Regions from separate parts of the Ovis aries genome. Here region 1 is linked to region 2. The links are chromatin contacts, called in public Hi-C maps. All regions are on one chromosome and are shown on one strand. Each heading gives the region's core, a stretch centred on a gene start, on an enhancer-like site or on the middle of the called end of the contact. The rest is flanking DNA. Distances are from core to core; before and after follow the strand shown. Region 1 has its middle 29 kb from the start of SSR1. Region 2 has its middle 35 kb from the start of SNRNP48.

Region 1 (3,922 bases), core at 1,259-3,758, 250 kb before region 2:
TTAGGGGCTATTCACATTTAAATGCTTTTGTGTGAGCAGTGATTTCCTCAAGGTTACAAAGGTAGGGTCAGTATCCAAAGTCAGACACGTCTTTTATTATGTGCCTATTCCCATAGTTCGCAATACACATGTTTTGTATATCTGTGGGAAATAAATGAGTTCTCAGCTCTACAAATTACTTAAAATTTGGAAAAAGAAATTTTAAAAAAAAATGTACTCATTTGACTGCACTGGGTCTTGGATGCAACATGTGGGATCCATCTCCCTAACCAGGGATTGAACCCGGGTCCCCCGTGTTGGGAGTGCGGCGTCTCAGCCACTGGACCACCAGGGTACTCCCCGGAATCTGTTGTTTTCTGGTGGGCAGTGGGGACCCTGAGTCAGGCGGGCGGCGGCGCAGTTGGAGATGTTGCTGTCATGTCCGTCCCTCATGCAGTGACCCCAGCAGTGGTCCCCACCGGAGCCAGGAGGGACCTGGGTTCCTCGATGGTCCACAAGGTACCAACCGTGGGAGGTGGGAAATTTGGATGCTCGGCACGTGTGTGAGGAAGGTTGGCTGATGTCGGGCCTGGGCCACTAACATGTCCCAGGGTTGCTGGGTCACACACTGTTGCTGGGAAGTTCTGGGCCGCCACAGTTCAATTTTGTGTTGATATGAGGGACAGAGGCTCAGCAGGAAGCCGCGGAGAACCCTAAAAATGTCCACAGTTTGGAGGCTGCACGTGTTACATGTTTATCTAAAGATAAAATGAACTGGACAAGAAGGACAGAAGGGCAGCTTACACTTGAGAGAGAGCACTTAGATGATCAAAGCGCTTCTCCACATGCATGTTCAAGATTATAGCAAAGGAAACACCACCTGTTGTGGGCTGAACTGTGGGAGCCCCCCATTTATATGTCCGGTTATGCCCTCAGCTGTACCCCCAGCACCTCAGGTGTGGCTATATATGGAGGCAGGGTCTTTAAAAGGGTGATTGAGTTAAAAGGAGCCTGGAACTTCCCTGATAGCTCAGCTGGTAAAGAATCTGCCTGCAATCCAGAAGACCCTGGTTCGATTCCTGGGTGGGGAATTCAGCCATTCAGTATTCTAGTGGCTCAGATGATAAAGAAACCGCCTGCAATGAGGGAGACCTGGGTTCGATCCCTGGGTAGAGAAGATCCCCTGGAGGAGGGCATGGCAACCCACTCCAGTATTCTGGCCTGGAGAATTCCAAGGACAGCGGAGCCTGGCGGGCTACAGTCCATGGGGTCGCAAAGAGACGGACACGACTGAGCAATTCAGCACAGCACAGGGCAGGCAGCCCTGATCCAATCTGACTTGTCTTTTACAAGAAGAGGAAGTCTGGCCCCAGACACCAGGAGTGTGTATGCACAGACCGCATAAGGACGTGGGGAAAAGATGCCCCCCGGGAGGGGGTTAGCCTCAGGAGGAACCGGCCGGCCGACGCCTGGACCTCAGGCCTCCAGCCGCTCAGCTGGGACCCGTGGGCAGTGTGGCTCAGGCGCCCGCCTCCAGATCTCAGTGTGCTGGGCATTTCTTGATTGTGTGAGGCATCCCACTTCTGGCCCTGGAATCCAGGATGGGTGTAGAGAGAAGGCAGGCGTGCTTGGTCAGACCTGAGTGCCCCAAGTGTCGCGACCGTCCCACTGCCATTAGGCGCTGGAAGCGTGTCAGCAGAGCGAACGCCCAGAGTCCCGCCCTGCGCGGGCAGCAGCCCCTGGGGGAGGCCCCCATCGGCCAGGGAATGACTGACACTCCAGGGCCCCACCCCACCTCCCCTCAGTGAGTCCCAAACTTGGAATCCACTTGGAGAAGTTGTTTGAAAATGCAGATTCCTGGGCCAGCTCCCTGAGACTCTGCTGTCGGCCTGGGGGACCTTCCAGGTGATTCAACGTGTGGGGTTCACGGGCCACTCCAGAGATGCTCGTCAGCACAAACGGGTCTGCCTGCGACCGCGTCCTCCGCCGGCCGGCCCCGCTCCACTGCCATCTCTGCTGCTCCCGCTCTATCCCCTCCCGTCCGTGGTGTCCCCCGTCCCTCCGTCCCCTCCCGTCCGTGGTGTCCCCCGTCCCTCTCCTGCTGCAGCGGCGCGGTTGGGGCCCAGCTGGTGCGGAGACAAGGACGGTCCTCACCCCTGGGCCTGGCCTCAGTGAAAGAGGTAGGCGTGTTGGTAGCCTTTCAACTCCATTTATTTCCAGCCAATTCGATTCAGTGCGGTTCAGGTCAGTCACATCAGCATAATCAGAGCGCGTGGTGAGGCCGCCCGTGCAGCCTCGCCGGGGGAAGTGCCCGCTCCCACGGGCACCACGGGGCGGCCGCGCGCCCTCCCTGCGCTGAGCCCTGAAGGGCCGCCAGGGCGGCTGAGGGGTCTGCGGCCCCCGTCACTCCCGGGCTCAGCGCTGGTGACCGGGACGCGCAGGCGGCGGCCCCGGGCTCCCGAGTCCTCACCGTCGGGCCCGAGGCCCGTCCTCCGGGGGCGGAGGGGAGCCGGCCTCCCAGCCCCTCCCAGCGGCGGTCCGGGCACCTCCCAGCCCGCCGCCGGCCAGCGCCGCGGGGCTGCCCCGCGAGCCCGCCGAGGGTCCCGCGGGGCTCGCGGCCGGGCCGGGCCTCCGGGCGCGGGTCTTCCTCGGCGCCGTGCAGCGGCCTCGGGGCCTCAGTGCGTCTCCCTCCGCCTGCGTCTGGAACGACAGAGGGAGACGGTCAGCCCCGCGGCCGCCCGGCCCGAGGACTGCCCCGAGGGTTCCTCTTTGGGCTCCGGTCTCAGGACCGAAGACGCCGCGGAGAAACCCCTTCCCTCCCACCCCGCCTCCCACAAGGAATCAAACGGAGAAATCCCGGACCCGGGTTCAGCTTCTAGAATTTCTACTCTGTGGATCCTGGAAGGAACCTTTACTGGCACTGAGGCTTCCGTGCTCTCAGTGAGAATCGGGCGTAAGAACCCCGCAAGCGAAGCCATGCGCCGTGCATAAAGCGAAAGCCGCCCAGGCGCGTCTGGGCCATGCGGAGGGTTTGCTTTGGGACGGAATCAGCTCCGAACAGTCTCACTCATCCTTTCTCTCACGAAGCAAATATTGATCAAGCCCCTGCTCTGCTGGAGGCCCGGCCCCCGGAGCCTGCGGTGGGCCGGCGGCCTGGGTCCCATCGGGTCTGTGTCAGGCCTTGATGGGGGCTGGCCCCTGAACTGACCCTGGGTGTCCGGGGGCGGGGGTCCTGAGAAAACCTCCTTGGAGGAGGAGACCAACACGCCCTACCACCCCACCGCTGCCACGCTGGCCGTGTCCACATCAGGACGCCGCGGAGCCTCTGGGCCAGGCGGGGGGCCAGGGCCTGTGTGGCTCCTGACCCGAGTCCAGTCACAGGACAAGCCCCGACTGCGACACGCAGAGCCTCCAGCCTGCACTCCCTCAAAGCGCCAGTGTCCCCCAAAGGCCCAGGAAGCGTCCAGATGGTATCCATCCCCCCACCCCCAGAGGCCCAGGAAGCGTCCAGATCCAGTGTCTCTCCCAAAGGCCCAGGAAGCATCCAGACTATGGACCCATGATGAGTGAATGGACCGCAAGAACCTGGACTTGTCCCACAAACAGGCAGACAAGCCGGCAAGGGAGGTGCTTGGCCAAGTGGCAACCACGACTCGGTCACCTAGAATGCGTGCTCCCCACAGATGCACACTGGTGCTCGCAGGGCGGGAGGTCTGAGCAGTCAGGGGGGCTGTGTGTGGTTCACGTGTGTCCATCTGGCAGGACGTTAGCAATTAGTGATCTGGATGACGATGGGAGGTTTAGGGGATTTCTTTGCAGAATTTCTCAACTCTTAGCTCTAAGCTCCGAATGATGTCAAAATTGAAGGCTGCTCACAGGCTGGGTGCTGAACCAGCAGGCGGGTGGGCAAGGCCTGGTGGGGGGCAGGGGGAGCCAGGTGGGA
Region 2 (3,916 bases), core at 1,072-3,571:
GTGGAGACAGCCTCACGGGCGGGACTCCCAGTTGCCCTGAGCTTGGACGTGGGTTACCTTATCCCGGGACGCACAACGCAGGCTCGCCATCCGGGCTCCTGTGGTTTCCTCACCGTCTCCACCAGAGTCTGGCTTTTCCTTTTTGTTGCAAGAAAAAACTTGAACATCTGAGATTGAAAGGACATATCTACGGGCCTTCCCTGGCTGTCCAGTGGTTAAGACTCCGCCTTCCAGCGCAGGCGGTGTAGGTTTTATCTCTGGTCGGGAAGCGAAGATTCCACATGCCTGGAAGCCAAAAGACCAAAGCATAAAACAGAAACAATACTGTAACAACATCAATTAGGTCTTTAAAAATGATCCGCATCAAAAAGGAAAACTGTTTGAAAAAGGACACTTATACTGGGGAGAGAAGCCCTGTGAGAAGTCTGCTGAGAGCAGGACCCCCACCCGCTCCTAGGGGCGGTGCCCGTCTTCACCTCCCCTTTCAGCTTCCCGCAGGGAAGCAGCTAATTGATTCTGGGAGCAAACTGAAAGTCTCTCAGCGGGTTGGGGGCATCTCCCAGAACTTGTCTTCATCTCAAAGGCAGAATGTGGAAAAAAGGTTCATTGATCCCTTTTCATTTGGTATCAACACTTCTGCTGGTTTTGTGTGTTCATTTTGTCATCTTTGAAAACATGAGTTACTATTAACCACGTTATCAAACGTGACTGTCTTTGCAGAATGTTTTAAAGTATTTTTCCTCCTTCTTTGTGGCTTTCTTTCTCTTCTTCAAGGAGCTACAGGTAACTTGGTTGGAAAAGTGGAAGTGAAACTGTTAGTCGCTCAGTAGAGTCTGACTCTCTGCGACCCCACGGACAGTAGCCCACCAGGCCCCTCTGTCCATGGGATTCTCCAGGCAAGAATACTGCAGTGGGTTGTCACCCCTTCTCCAGGGACTTGGGTGGAAAGGAGACCTGACCTCCAAGGCTTGTTCTTTGGGATGTCCTGCCTCGGGGGAGTTGACGTCTCAGAGGAGCAGGACACAGGATCCCTGGCCTGGTCAAACATCCCTGTGTGCCCAGAATTTCATAGGCGTATCAAGGCACTCGACACTTGGAAACTACTCGGACCAACAGAGGCTTCCTGTCATCAGCCCTCTAAGACTGGCAAAAAATATCCTTGTGACCCACCAGTACAGCCAAGTGACCTGGGGACTGGTCACTTGCTATCCGAGGGGTGCTGGTAACCCATCCTTTTGCCTTGGTCCAGGGAAGACTCTGCCACCTTTTTACTTCCCTGAAGATGGAAAAAGTACCTTCTGAAGGACAGAGGTCAACTGCCCCTTCCTCTCCAACTCAGGGAATGTGGCCACCAAGTTGAAATTTACTTGATCTAAAGAAAGATTTAAAAATCCATTTTATCTAGTGTACTTGATGGCATCCCAGGTGGCACAGTGGCAAAGAATCTGCCTGCCAATCCAGGAGACCCAAGAGATGCGGATTCGAGCCCTGGGTCAGGAAGATCCCCTGGAGTAGGTAATGGCAGCCCACTCCGGTCTTCTGGCCTGGAGAATTCCGTGGACAGAGGAGCCTGGTGGGCTCCAGTCCGTGGGGCTGCAAAGAGTCAGACACAGCTGAGTGCACGCACACAAGTGTGCTTGATTTTGAGGTCTGAGAATAGTCTCATATTCCCATCTCATATTATGTTAATTTGCAGAAGTCAGGATACCATCCGCTCTTGATTTTGTGGTCCCTGGAAAGGAATAGCATGCAGAATTGCAACCCACTATTAATTCCAAACTGCTTTTCCTCCTTGTAAGCCTTTTTATGAGGGGTTGATTTTTTTTTTTTTTCTAAACAGCAAGGTATATTTCTTCTCCTTTCTCCCCTTAATGTAAGCTAAAATCATATACAGCCACTCTAGTAACACGGTTTGGCAGGTTTTTTTTTTTTTTTTTTAAACGAAGTGTATGCTTACCACACGACCCAGCAATCCCACTGATAGGGTATTTACCCAAAGAAGTGAAAACACATGTCCACACAAAGGCCTGAACTTGACCGCTCACAGCGACTTCACTCACAATAGACAAGAACTGGAAACAATTCAAACGTGCCGCTGATCAAAGGAGCACAGTCCATCCGTACAACGATGGATATTCACTGTACGGATACTCATTCAGCAAGCGGAGTGAATTACCGATACAAGTTACCGCATGGATGAAGCTCAAATATGTAATGCAAAGTGAAAGCAGCTTGGACGCGGGAGAACATACTGGATGATTCCAGGATCTGAAATCCTCTGCAAAGCGAAACCACAGTGGCAGAAACCAGAGTGCTTGCCAGGGGTCAGGGAAGGGCGGAATCGACGGCCAGAGGACACGAGGGAGCTTCTGGGAGAGCTGGAGACGCTGTGTGTCGTGCCTGTGGTGATGGGAACCATGTGTCAAACCTCATCACGCTTTACACATAAAACTGGTGAATTTTATTGTTTAGGGATTATTTCCCCAAAAGTTGACAAAAATCATGTGGGGGAAACATTAAGTAATGAAGGTATTGAGAGAGTGGTTCCTGAGCCTGCGAGGACCTCCCCGGTTGCTGAGGTCAGGTTTTCTTTACTGCTCTTGAACTGCACACGAGCGGGTCCCTGAGGTCCCCACCCCTCGCCACCGCCCCCTGCCAGTGCTCAGGCCGGAGAGCCCTCCCGCCTTCTCCAGCACCTTTCCTTCTGCTGGGGAGGAGCCAGGCTGTCTGGGTCCAAGGGAGCCAAGGGGAGCCCTTCCCCACAGAGTCCTTCCCTAACTCCCCTTGTCGAGGTTTTCCTTTGAGCTGGCCCTTCATCCCCTCAGCTTTATTGCTGACCTTGGGCAAGATTTATCACATGTGTGTGAGTGAAGGTACTCACGCTAGAGAACAGAGAAACAGACCACTAGGAAAGATACAGAATGAGAGAGAAAGGCACTCATTTTAAGGAATTGACTCCCACAGGGTTTTGGAACTGGCAGATCTGAAAATTGCAGGGCAGGCTGGCCGGCTGGGAATGCCCTGAGTGGAGGCAGTCTTGAGTCTGCAGGCTGGACACGCAGGCAGAACTCATCTGCGGCCATCCAGAGGCAGCGTTCCTTCTTGCTCTAAGTCGCTCAGTCATGTCTGACTCTGCGACCCCGTGGACAGCAGCCCGCCAGGCTCCTCTGTCCATGGGATTCTCCAGGCAAGAGTAATGGAGTGGGTTGCCATGCCCTTCTCCAGGGGATTTTCCCAACCCAGGGATCAAACCTGTGTCTTTTATGTCTCCTGCACTGGCAGGCAGGTTCTTTACCATCAGCATTACCTGGGAAGCCCTTTTTCCTTCTTAGGGGGACCTCAAACTTTGTTCCTAAGGCCTTCAACTGGTTAGACAAGGCCCACCCAACATGTTTGAGGGTAATCTGCTTTATTTAAAATCTACTGATTTAAATGTAAATCACATCTTTAAAAGAAAACCTTTTTACACAACGCCTCAACTGATGTCTGACCAGTCAATTGGATATCATAGTCCAGCCAAGTTGACACATAAAACTAACCATCACAAATGGGTACCCACATCTTCAGTAGCCTCTTTCCTGTCACTTAAAGGCATTAAGTGCCACCCAAAAGTCTGGGTTTGGGCTCTAGCTCTGTTGTTTGCTGGTTGTGTTACCTTGGGAAAGTTCCTTGTCTCTCTGGACCTCTGTTTCCCCAATATAAGCCAGGAGCAGCAGTAGGATTGTTAACATAAGGATTAAATGAGTTAACACAGTACCTTCAAAGAACCTAGATGAGTACTCACCACATATAACCTAACTACTTTATGCCCAGCATTATTCTAAACTTCATAAATACTAGCTGATTTTCCAGAAAAGTTTCTATTTATCTTAAAATTACTTTTATTGGTTAAGAAACTCCTTAATCACTGCCAATG

Evidence for each region. Hi-C and Micro-C count contacts between places; a contact is called where the count stands out from the background.
Region 1: a contact with region 2 is called in a Hi-C map of liver, with 4 times the contacts expected there. The contact joins two enhancer-like sites. A contact is called at or near these places in 9 of 16 Hi-C or Micro-C datasets (blood, hypothalamus, liver and 4 more).

What each region holds. Positions count from the first base shown.
Region 1 is chr20:47,195,392-47,199,313 of ARS-UI_Ramb_v3.0, reverse strand. It overlaps the pseudogene LOC132658317. Among named protein-coding and RNA genes, the nearest start is that of SSR1, 29 kb to the right of the region's middle. Within about 2 kb of position 2,508, at least 2 of the 54 cell types and tissues checked have an H3K27ac peak or open chromatin away from gene starts, as enhancers often do. A contact at or near this core is called in liver, where this site is marked.
Region 2 is chr20:46,946,631-46,950,546 of ARS-UI_Ramb_v3.0, reverse strand. No RefSeq gene overlaps it. Among named protein-coding and RNA genes, the nearest start is that of SNRNP48, 35 kb to the left of the region's middle. Within about 2 kb of position 2,321, at least 2 of the 54 cell types and tissues checked have an H3K27ac peak or open chromatin away from gene starts, as enhancers often do. A contact at or near this core is called in liver, where this site is marked.